Regions from separate parts of the Capra hircus genome. Here region 2 is linked to region 1. A link is a contact called in public Hi-C data. All regions are on one chromosome and are shown on one strand. The core of a region is the stretch at or near the end of the contact, and the rest is flanking DNA. Distances in the headings are between cores, read along the strand shown.

Region 1 (6,329 bases), core at 995-3,494:
ATGCTCCTCTGTCCATGGGATACTCCAGCTGAGAATCCTGGAGTAGGTTGCAGTGCTCCTAACTTCATCCCATCCCTGTTATGTGTGGTGGGGGGCTGGGGTGGGTCTCGTTCTCTGGTAGAATACATACCAGGTATAATACATACACTGGGTCCCTTCACACTCGTCTCCGAGAATATGGGTGATGATTGGCAGGAGACTGGGGAGGAGGTGGAGAAAAAAGTGAACACTTCCCCACCTGTGACCCCCACTTCATGTCTCTGGAGACATTCCTGAACTGACAGCTCCCTACTGGCTGGCAGGTGCTGGATCAGGGTCCCCCCTTGGCCTCCCAGTTGACAAGCAGTGGCAGCATCCTGTCTAATTAATGCCTAGGGAGGCTCCTCCTTCCTGAGCCAGGGGAGTGCATCCCTCTATTCAACACCCTGAGTTTAAACTCTCAGACTTGGTTCTCTTTCCTTGGTTTGGTTCTGGCTGGGAATCCTGAGGATGTCTTTGGATGCGCGGTCACGTGGACCTATAGTAGGATTGCCTGCAGGCACGGGCATGCCGAACTGAACTTGACCCCTCCTACCTGTGACCACAATCGTCAGGGGGTCACTGACATCAGACCACACAAAGCGAGACCTGCTGGCAGAACATGTGTAGGACCCAGCATGTTTTCTGGTCACCGGGCCAAGGGTGAAGTTCTTGGAATGTCCCTGGAGCTTGGGCAAACTTGTCTCATCTCTTTTGAACAGTCTGAATATCACAAATGGACGACTGGAGTGACACGAAAGAGTCACGGTCTGTCCTAATGGAACCACGGGGCTTGGCCAGGCTGACAAAGAGGGCTTCTCATATTCACCTAGGACAGAAGGAGACACAGGCTTTGAGAGAAAAACAGGAATAATCACCTCTTCCCACTACCCTCGTGGGCACTTCCCCTTTAATTCTTCCAACTCTCCTCCCCTAAAGTGCATCACCCTGATGCTCAGGGCCACCTGGGGCCTGGGGACAGACAGAGACACAGTCAATGCAGGACGGACATCATGAGGTTCTAAGAATACGATTCGTGGAACTGATTCTTCTCCTTGGGTTGACAAAATGTTGAGAAACTTTCTCTCAAAACACAAAACACTGGGGATTCCCTGGCGGTCCAGTGGTTAGGACTCAGCACTTTCTCTGCCGAGGGCCCGAGTTGAATCCCTGATCAGGGAACTACCGATCCTGCAAGCTGCACAATGCAGGCAAAAGAAAACATCACCAAAAAGTTGATGCCTGGACAAGAAGGGAAAGGACTTCCGTGTTGCCTTTGTTGTAGCTCAAATGGTAAAGAATCTTCCTGCAATGCAGGAGAGCAGGGTTCAGTCTCTGAGTTGGCGAGATCCCCTGGTCAAGGAAATGGCAACCCACTCCTGCATTCCTGCCTGGAGAATCCCACGCATAGAGGAGCCTGGTGAGCTACAGTCCATGGGGTCGCGGAGGTTGGACTCGACAGAGCGACTAACACTAACACAACTAAGCAGTGAGAAAGCCACTTGCCTGAAAAGAAGGAAGCAAACCTTGACCCTCTCTCTTTTGTTAGCTAACCTACATCAGATCTGTGACAAAGTCCAGGTGGCCCTGCCTGATGGTCAGACCCTTCCCTGGGGTCAGCTCTAGTGGGTGCTCCTGCAGATCCTGTTGTTAAGGCTGGATGGAGATGCCATGAGCCACCTTGTTGTGGGAGTGGGGGTCTGTGGGGTGCAGCATCTTGCTCCCCTCTCATGATTGAAATGGCACTCAGTGGGCCCAGCTCCCAGCTCCCAGACTTCATACTGTGCCTTCAGGTCCAGAGTCCAGAGCTGGGCTAACCTCTGGGGAGAGTAAAGATGAATAACAAGGCCAAAGGGGGACCTGGGATCCACAGGGCACACGGTTCTCACTGTACTGACAGGGGGCTCTCCCTGCCCCCAGTGTCATCTGCATCAGCAGGAACTGCTCTGCTCAACAGAGAAATAAGGGATGCGGAGGACTCACCCACAGCTGCCCAGATCCTCAGACTCACACAGAATCCTAGGAGGAAAACTCCGTCAGAGATGGCTTGTTCTGATGGACCCCACGCTCCTTGCACCCACACCAGGAATCTGGTCTGTGGTGCGAGGACCCCCCGATTTCCACCATAAGCCTTTCTGACTCTGTCTTTCCGAACTCACCGAGACTCAGGAGGCTGAGGAGTGTGGGGCACATGGCTCTGCTTCTGTGAGACGGGAGGCAGAACTGAGCAAAGCTGACTGAGTGACAGGATGCGGAAGCGGTCAGTGCTGTTGGTACAGTCAGCCTGGTTCATGTCACATGGGAAGATGGCCAGCCTCTTCTCACGTCAGGGATGAAAGTCTGACCTGAGACGCATCACTGAGCACACCTCATGGCCCGATCTTCACATTTGTTTCCCTAAACACTGTAAACCTAAGAGATTCGAACAGATCTTGCTGCCTTTAGGAAGTAGTAACGGTGATTCTGTGTATAGCATGCAGGATGCTTTTCCCAAGCTCATGATAAATCTCATTAAACTTAACTCTTTGCAGAAGAGAAATCACATGTACTCACATCATAATTCAGGCTCAGTGCATGTTGGCAATTAAAGACTCATTAATAGAGACTTTGATTCTGCATTTTATGAGAAGACCAGACATGTGTATTATGGCTCTTTGAAAATATTACAGTATTCTGCACTGTAATATATGTGATTAAGAAACTAACTGTGTTAGTTTCAGGTGTAGAGCAAAGTGATTCAGTTATACATATGCATACATCTACTGCTTCTCAAATTCGTTTCCCACTTAGGTAGTTACAGAATGTTAAGTAGAATTCTCTCTTTTATACAGGAAGTCCTTCTTGGTCATCCACGAAAATATAGCCGTATTTGTCAATCCCAAACTTCAAATCTAACCTCACCCTGAGACTATCCCCTCTGGTAACGATAAGTTCATTCTCTGTGAGTCTGTTTTGTAATAAGTTCATTTTTTCAGACATCACAAGTAAGCGATATCATGTGATATTTGTGTTTCTCTGACTCTTCTTCACCTGAAATTATTTCGTGACTGTGACTGCAGACTTTGCACACAGACACTCTCTCTGTCTCTCTCTCTTCCTCCCTTTCCAACCCAAGGACCACCCGTGTACACAAAGATAACGTGTGTAAAGATGACGGTTGTGTTTTTTGGGAGGGGGATTTGTTCTGCCTGTAAAGGTGGACCACACTGCTTCCTAGATACTCAGATGAACACAAAATACGTCAAATAGAGACTTCCAAGCTCCAGAATGCTTGAGTGAGGGGCGTGTCCACAACAATCAACTCTAAACTGGGACAAAATGGCCCAGCTGTTTCAGGACGCCAAGGGCAGACATACACCCAGTTCAGCTGTTGTTGACAGACAGGAAAGAACCTCACTAAGGGCAGCGATTCCACACCATTGTGCTGGGGGTGGGGGTTGTTAACATTAGTGATGCTCCCTAAGTAATAAATCAGGTCTCCTCTTGATCAATATGTATGCAAAGGAGTAACAGTACAGTCACCCTTCTTAAAATGTCCTTTTATTTCCTTAATATCAGGTCTCAGAATTGATCTGTATTCTTTGTCATTTCAGTTTGTGCATTTTTACTGCCATGTAATGTTTTATTGCAGATATTTAAACCACAAATTTTTTAAATATAAATTTATTTATTTTAATTGGAGGTTAATTACTTTACAATATTGTATTGGTTTTGCCATATTTCAAAATGAATCCGCCACAGGTATACACGTGTTCCCCATCCTGAACACACATCCCTCCTCCCTCCCCGCACCATCCCTCTGGGTTGTCCCAGTGGACCAGCCCCAAGCATCCAGTATCATGCATCGAACCTGGACTGGTGATTCGTTTCATGTATGATATTATACATGTTTCAACAGCATTCTCCCAAATCATCCCACCCTCTCCATCTCCCACAGAGTCCAAAAGCCTGTTCTACATATCTCTTTTGCTCTCTTGCATACAGATTTTAAAAATTAAAAAAATGTATTGAAGTATAGTTCATTTCTGCCATACAGCAAATTAATTCAGCTTGACATGTATATTCTTTTCCATCCTGATTTATGCCAAGATACTGAATAAATTTCCCTGTGCCATACTGTAGGACCTCATTCTTTATCCATTCTATGTATAAAGAGATTTCATCTGCTCATCCCAAGCTCCCAGTCCTTCCCTCCCTGGCAACCACAACCCTGTTCTCTATGTGTGTAAGTCTGTTCCTGTTTCATTGATATGTTCCTTTTAGATTCCACATACGCATGATATCACAGGAAAATTGTCTTTCCCTTTCTGCCTACTTCACTTAATATGTTCATCTCCAGGTTCATGCATGCTGCTGCAAATGGAATGATTTCATTTTTTAAATGTCTGAGTGGCATTCCATTCTCTGTGTGTATAATCATATACATCTTCTTTCTTTATTCATCTCTCGATGGACAATTAGGCTGTTCCCATGTCTTGGCTATTGTAAGTTTTGCTGTTATGAACATAGGGGTGCATCAATCTTTTCAAGGTATAGTTTTTTACCAGATGTATGCTCAGGACTGGAATTGTTGGATCATATGGAAACTCTGTTTTTACAATTTTGAGGAACTGTCGTACTGTTTTCCACAGTGGCTGCACCAGCTTACACACCCCCAACAGTGTAAGAGGGTTCCCTCTTCTCCACACCCTCTCCAGCATCTGTTATTCGTCAAGTGTCTAATGACGGCCATTTTGATCGGTATGAGGTGGTACCTCCTTGCAGTGTCGATTTCCTTTCTCTACTAATTAGCAATGCTGAGCATCTTTTCATATGCCTATTGGCCATCTGTGTATCTTCTTTTAAACCACAGATATCAGTTGTGAGAGTGACCTCCATGGATTTTGTCTAAAATGAACGACACCTCGGTAAATGTCTCATGAATGTGCTCTGAGTCCAGCCTCACGCTGCTTGTCAAGGGACAGAGTGATGAGGTCTTCAGGAAAGGAATAGTGACTTTATGTGGAAAGCCAGCAGACCAACGAGATCATGAACTTGTGCCCCAAAGAATTATCGTACCTGACTTAGACGGGCTTTTGGGGGAAGGAGAGGGATGGTCCAACACTGTTTACTGGATGTAAAATAACCCTAGACCATTGGGAAGAAAATTCCAAGAGAGAAAAATACAGATTAAACACCCATGTGTGAACTCACACACACACACACACACACACACACACACACACACAAAAAGAGAGGGGGAGGTGTAGCTGGTTGTTGCAATGTTTTAATTAACTAGTTAATGTCTGTGCTGGCTCTTCATCGCTGTGCACAGACTTTGTCTAGGTGTGGGAAGGGGGCTGCTCTTTGCTATGGTGCAGGGTCTCTCATCACTGGGGATTCTCTTGTGGTGGAGCACCTGCTCTAGGCACATGGGCTTGTGGCCCACGGGCTTACCTGCCCCAAGGTATGTGGAATCTTCTCGGTACCAGGATCAGGCCTGTGTTCTCCACATGGGGAAGCAGATTCCCAACGCCTGGACCACCAGGGAAGCCCTTTTGCAAGCTTTTTTTCCACTTAATTTATTTATTTTTATTTTTTTTCTATAATTATTTTTTTAGTTTTTATTTTTACTTTATTTTACTTTACAATACTGTATTGGTTTTGCCATACATTGACATGAATCCACCACGGGTTTACATGCATTCCCAAACATGAACCCCCCTCCCCATAACATCTCTCCCCATAACATCTCTCTGGGTTATCCTCGTGCACCAGCCCCAAGCATGCTGTATCCTGCATTGGACATAGACTGGTGATTCGTTTCTTACATGATAGTATACATGTTTCAATGCCAGTCTCCCAAATCATCCATCCCTCTCCCTCTCCCTCTGAGTCCAAAAGTCTGCTCTACACATCTGTATCTCTTTTGCTGTCTCGCATACAGGGTCATCATTGCCATCTTTCTAAATTCCATATATATGTGTTAGTATACTGTATGGCTGTTTTTCTTTCTGGCTTACTTCACTCTGTATGATTGGCTCCAGTTTCATCCATCTCATCAGAACTGATTCAAATGTATTCTTTTTAATGGCTGAGTAATACTCCATTGTGTATATGTACCACAGCTTTCTTACCCATTCATCTGCTGATGGACATCTAGGTTGCTTCCATGTCCTGGCTGTTATAAACAGTGCTGCGATGAACATTGGGGTACACGTGTCTCTTTCAGTTCTGGCTTCTTTCGTGTGTATGTCCAGCAGTGGGATTGCTGGGTCAAAAGGCAGTTCTATTTGCAATTTTTTAAGCAATCTCCACACTGTTCTCCATAG
Region 2 (6,329 bases), core at 1,807-4,306, 84 kb after region 1:
TGAGTGATGTTGAGCATCTTTTCATGTGTTTGTTGGCCATCCGTATGTCTTCTTTGGAGAAATGTCTATTTAGTTCTTTGGCCCATTTTTTGATTGGGTCGTTTATTTTTCTGGAATTGAGCTGCACAAGTTGCTTGTATATTTTTGAGATTAGTAGTTTGTCAGTTGCTTCATTTGCTATTATTTTCTCCCATTCAGAAGGCTGTCTTTTCACCTTGCTTATATTTTCCTTTGTTGTGCAGAAGCTTTTAATTTTAATTAGATCCCATTTGTTTATTTTTGCTTTTATTTCCAGTATTCTGGGAGGTGGATCATAGAGGATCCTGCTGTGATTTATGTCTGAGAGTGTTTTGCCTATGCTCTCCTCTAGGAATTTTATAGTTTCTGATCTTACATTTAGATCTTTAATCCATTTTGAGCTTATTTTTGTGTGCGGTGTTAGAAAGTGCATTCTCTGTGTGTATAAGCATATACATCTTCTTTATCCATTCATCTCTCGATGGGCAATTAGGCTGCTCCCATGTCTTGGCTATTGTAAGTTTTGCTGCTGTGAACAAGGGGTGCATGAATCTTCTCAAGGTTTAGTTTTTTTTCCAGATATATGCTCAGGACTGGAATGGTTGGATCTTATGAAAACTCTATTTTTACTTATTTTGAGGAACTGTCGTACTGTTTTCCACAGTGGCTGCACCAGCTTACACTCCCCCAACAGTGTAGAGGGTTTCCCTCTTCTCCACACCCTCTCCAGCATCTGTTACTCATCAAGTGTCTAATGATGCCCATTCTGATCTGTATGAGGTGGTATGTCCTTGCAGTGTTGATTTGCCTTTCTCTACTAATTAGCAATGCTGAGCATCTTTTCATATGCCTGTTCGCCATCTGGGTATCTTCTATTAAGCCACAGATATCAATTGAGAGAATGACGTCTATGGATTTTGTTTAGAATGAACAACACCTCTGCTAAAGTCTCATGTATGTGCTCTGAGTCCAACCTCACATTGTTTGTCAAGGGACAGAGTGATGAGGCCTTCAGGAAAGGAATAGTGACTTTATTTGGAAAGCCAGAAGACCAACGAGACAGCAAACTTGTGCCCCAAAGAATCATCTTACCTGAGTTAGAGGGGCTTTTTGGGGAGTGAGAGGGATGGTCCAACAGTGTTTAGAGTGCAAAATAACCCTAGCCCATGGGGAAGAAAATTCCAAGAAGAGAGAAAAATACAGATTAAACACCCACGTGTGAACTCACACACACACACACACACACACACACACACACACACTTAAAGAGGAGGAGGTGTGGCTGGTTCTTGCAGTGTTTTAAGTAACTAATTAATGTCTGTGCTTGCTTTTCGTCACTGTGCACAGGCTTTCTCTAGCTGTGGGAAGGGGGCTGCTCTTTGCTGTGGTTCAGGGTCTCTCATCGCTGTGGCTTCTCTTTTTTGATCACCCGCTCTAGGCACATGGGCTTGTGGCCCACGGGCTTAACTACCCCGAGACATGTGGAATCTACCTGGTCCAAGGATAGGGCCCATGTCCCCCACATAGGCAGGCAGATTCCTGACTGGACCACCAGGGAAGTCCTGTTGCAAGCTTTTTTTCCCCTAAAGTTATTCATTTTTAATTAAAGGACAATTACAATACTGTGATGGCTTCTGCCATACATCAGCATGTATCAGCCACAGCTATACTTACATCCCCTCCACTGTGGAAATCTTTTAATGTGGAATCCTTTGTTCTTGAAGCTGTCCATGCAGGGTTGGTCATAATGTCCCTTTAAGCCCCTGACAAGACAAAAGGTTCTGTCTCTTCTGCCACTTTTTATCTCTCTACAAATGGGAACGTACTATACCTTTCAAGTTCAGAGCCTTGGATATAGTTTAGTCCCTCAGTCATGTCTGACTCTTTGTGATCCCATGGGTTGCGACCCGCCAGGCTCCTCTGTCCCTGGGGGTTCTCCAGGCAAGAATGCTGGGGTGGGTTGCCATTTCCTTCTCCAGGAGATCTTCCCAACCAAGAGATCAACTCAGGTCTCCTGCGTTGCAGGAAGATTCTTTATCATCTGAGTCACCAGGAAAGCCCACCAGTAACATAATGCGATTCAATATTTCCTCCCACAATTAACATTGCCATTGTTTTCCATTTAATTTTATCATGGACATGGTGGGATTTGGGCATCATGCTTTCACTCTCAGTGCAGCATAACACTGATGTGGAATATACCATAAATTTATAAATAGAAGTATGAATACAATGCTAGATTTCTCATTAAAGATAAAAAGATATGCAACAAGCAACAAAGATTTACTGTATAGCATGGGGAGCGATAGTCAATATCTTGTAATAACCTAAAATAGAAAATAATCTGAAAAATAATGTATGCGTATTTGTATAACTGAAAATCACCTTGCTGTGCACCTGAAACATTGTAAGTCAACTACACTTCAATAAAATATGCATATGATGAAATTAAAAATAGAACCAGTAAAATAAATAAATTTTAAAAGAAAATGAAGTCACTCAGTTATGTCTGACTCTTGGCAACCCTATGGACTGTAGGCTGGCAGGCTCCAATGTCTGCGGGATTTTCCAGGAAAGAATACTGGAATGCATTGCCATTTCCTTCTCCAAAGAGTGCAGGCCATCTGCAGCATACTCCCTGATGGTCTCTGTACTCACTCTCACATTCCAACTCTGCATATGGTGTATTCACATGGGCACCCTGAGCTGCCCCAGAGTCTCAGATGGTGAGTTTGTGGAAGGTCCCTGAAAGGAAGTCAGAGGCTGAGTCCCAGGACTTCCTCACCCCTCACTTCCCAGCTCAGCTCAGGAGCCCTTCCAGGTTTCACCAGCATCACTCTAGAATTCCAGTGTCCTGACCTTGCCCCCCACCAAATCCCTGGGACTCAAGTGAGATATGGGTCCCAGGAGACCTGGGAGAACCCACCTGCAGGGTTCGGGGGCCTCTGGCCCAGTCTCAGCCCTGCAAGTGAAATATTTGCCACCAAAAGCTTGGGTTGATTCTCTCCCCATCAGGATCCCTGGCCCCTCAAGCTGTCTCAGCCCTGAGGTTCCCATGAACTGGGGGCAGGGTGGGCGTCCTGTGCCCTCCTGCAGTCCACTCCCTGCCCTGCACATCTGGCCAAGGAGGAGAAGCTCAGAGAGGATGGAAGGCATGTCTGCAGCTCTGAGTGCCCAGCCGCCCCCACCCCCACCCTGTACAGATGAGGAGACCATGGGGCCCTAAGGGGACAAACAGAATGTGGTCCCTGGGGGGCTGCGCTGCCCCTCGGGGTTCCCACAGCCATGGACTCACAACAGGGGGAGGCCCCTCCATGGACCCGGCGCTGATGTCTCCAGGCAGGGCTCAGGAGGCATCTCAGCCCAGACCTGAGGTCTCAGCTCTTTCTCTTTCTGCCCAGTCTCATCGCCTGCTCTAGAGGGTAGGACCCAGTTTCTTGTCCTGAAGCGGCCCTGGATAGTCTGGCTCTGAATAGGACTCAGAACTTTATTTTCTCAGTCCACTCCAGAAATGGAATTTACTTCTCGTCTTCAGTCAGTTCATAAATTATTGCAGAGCACCTACTCTGTACTAGACATTGGTGCCACACAGCAGAAATACACCCATGACCCAGTAAACCCATCTTCTGTAGGTGCTTGAAGAATTCAGATTCTGCTGAATGCGGGCATCAAATGCTAACATTCAAATATTTTTTTTAAAAGAAGATACATGAGAGTAACTTGGGTTCATGTCTACACTGTGAACATTCAGAAAAATGAAGATCATGACATCTGGTCCCTGCACCCAGAGGCCAAAAAAGAAAAAAAGGATATTAGGAGAAAAATGGAAACAGTGACAGTAGCAACATGTGAGCCCCAGAATGTCTTCAGTTTAAGTGATCGTGACATTTCTTGGTAAAAGAGGTCTTGGGCGATTTAGTTCTAAGCCAGGAGAGACATCACACAGAGAGTCAATGAGCATAAGTCTCTGAGGAGCTTGATTTTCACCCCATTTGCCACCTCACTTCACACCGGGGTCTTCATGGTGTTATCCTGTTCAGCCCTCCGCTTGGTTGAGCCAAGCCACATTGTGCCACCAGTTCATAACTTAAAAGGCACATGATCTCAAATCCTTGGCTTTGGTTAAAAGAAGCAAAAAAGACAAAACATGCAAATATAGATGGATGAACACAACACGTGCAAAGCCTCCCTGGGGCACGTATTCCCTCTGCAACCCTCAGTGATCTGGAGTGGAATGTCCAGTAGAATTCTCTGTGGTGATGGGACGTTTTAAACATCTGCTCTGTCCAGCACCATGGCGCCTGGCCACATGACGCTACTGAGCACTTGAAACGTGGTGGGTGTGACTGAAGAACTGAATGTTTCGCTTCATATACCTGTAGAGTCATGGTCCGTACCGTGAGGCTGGGTGAGTACTTTATCAGCCAGTGCGGATCCAGACTGAGGGGGATACTGTCCTGTTTCTACCCCTGGAATGACAGCACCCTCCGGGAACATGGCTGGGAAAAGTCTGAGGTTCCTTTCCGGATGGCTCAGTGGTAAAGAATCTGCCTGCCAATGCAAGAGGCATGAGAGACGAGGGTTCAATCCCTGGGTCAAGAAGATCCCCTCGAGAAGGGAATGGCCACCACTCCAGGATTCTTGCTTGGAGAATCCCATGCACAGAGGGCCCTAGTGAGCTACAAAACCTCATGGCTTTGCAAAGGGTTGGACATAACTGAATCGCCGTAGCACGCAAACACACAGCCTCATGTGGCAAGTGGCACCACACTGGATATCTCAAAGAGAATATACTTTATCTTTTTATTTGGCCAACTTGCATTGCTTTGATTATTATTTCATGGAAAGCATTTTGTTTTAAATATAGCAGGTGCACATGTTAATCTTAAACTCCCAATCCATCTCTCCCCCCATCCTTCCCCTATGTTACTCTAAGTTTGTTTTCCAAGTCTACAAGTCTGTTTCTGTCTTATAAACAAGTTTATCTTTGTAGACTATTACTGAACAGAGGTTTTTTTTAATTGGCTTTCTTTTATTTTAAACTGAATAATTTGAAGACTCAACTTGCAAATTTTTATGCTTTACTGGAATTTTCAAAAAAGCAGGATGATCATGGTAACCTACCCTATATGTGAAATGGATTAGAATAACTTCTCCCAAAAGGTTAGATAGTTGAAATAGAGTGTTAGAATAGCCAGGGGAGTACTAAAGAGGTGGTGGGATTTTTGAAGACGATCCTATAATTCTTGGACTCCACTCTTAGCTTCAGAGCTGCTGGGCTGCTTTGGAGGAGGAGAAGGAGTACCCACTGAGCAACCCCTTTAGAAAGAGACGTAGCTCTTCAATTTATAACACTCTGTGTGCTCAAAGGATGGGGCCAGGTCAGGGTCAGCATGTTCTTTGTTTACATCGAATTCCTCATAGAGACTGGTCTCGGTGAAGAGGGGCATGGGGCTCAGGGGAGTGGGAGTGAACAGTCCCTCAGAGAGGGTCCTGTGGTTCAAGTGGACAAATATCACATCCTCTGCTGGTGGGTCCTGAGAGGAAGGAGATGTGAAAGATGGAATGAGATGCGATCTTTGAGGCTGGAGCACTGGGCATTGGAGGTGCTCGGGCTGTGGCAAGGCTTTGGGCTGGGAGGACCCACCTCGCCGTTCACTGTTCTGTCTTCCTTGGGCGCTCCTTCCGTGATGGCAACATCTGCGAATGGAAGAGACTCAAGGCTCTTGGGGTGGGGGCGATTCTTCTAGACCTCCATATCTTTGGTCGGGACATCAAAGCCAAAAAAGCAGTGGTGTGCCCCAGGTTGCTGAGTCTGTCTACTCCACTAAGTTAAAAAAAAAAAATCCCATATATAAGCCCAGCCACTGACGGACTCTCTCAGGAATCTGTACAAACCCACAGAGCCCATCCTACATCTTCTGTTATAGACCATCCTCTAATGCGTATCAGCAGATTCCCAAGATCATAAAGGAGAGAAGAACAGATGGCTGTGGTTGAGGGGAAGAACAGGGCTTGGAATATCCCTGGTGGCCCAGGGATTAAGAGTCCACCTTCCAGTGCAGAGAGTGTGGGTTCTATCCCTGGTGGGAGATCTGAGATCCCACATGCCTTGAAGCAACTATCCTCAATGCTGCAACTGCTGACCCTGCAAGCTCTGGAGCCTTCAAATTCACCCCAGCCCTGCAATGAGGATCCCCCATGCTGCAGCTGAGACCTGATGCAGCTGGTACAAGGAGGGAGGAGGGAGGGGAGGTCGGGATGGGAACATATGTATACCTATGGTGGATTCATGTTGATGTATGGCAAAA

The links. A called contact is a pair of places that touch in the nucleus more often than the background predicts.
Region 2: a contact with region 1 is called in a Hi-C map of liver, with 5 times the contacts expected there. The contact joins the enhancer-like site here to the promoter of LOC102190217 in region 1. A contact is called at or near these places in 3 of 5 Hi-C or Micro-C datasets (blood and liver).

Annotation. Positions count from the first base shown.
Region 1 is chr18:64,390,830-64,397,158 of ARS1.2, forward strand. LOC102190217 (putative killer cell immunoglobulin-like receptor like protein KIR3DP1) reads right to left here and starts at 2,245. Exons shown (of 8, transcript XM_018063119.1): 1 at 2,178-2,245; 2 at 2,002-2,037; 3 at 575-847. The coding sequence starts at 2,211.
Region 2 is chr18:64,473,530-64,479,858 of ARS1.2, forward strand. It overlaps the pseudogene LOC102175109. Among named protein-coding and RNA genes, the nearest start is that of TRNAC-GCA, 61 kb to the right of the region's middle. Within about 2 kb of position 3,057, at least 1 of the 5 cell types and tissues checked has an H3K27ac peak or open chromatin away from gene starts, as enhancers often do.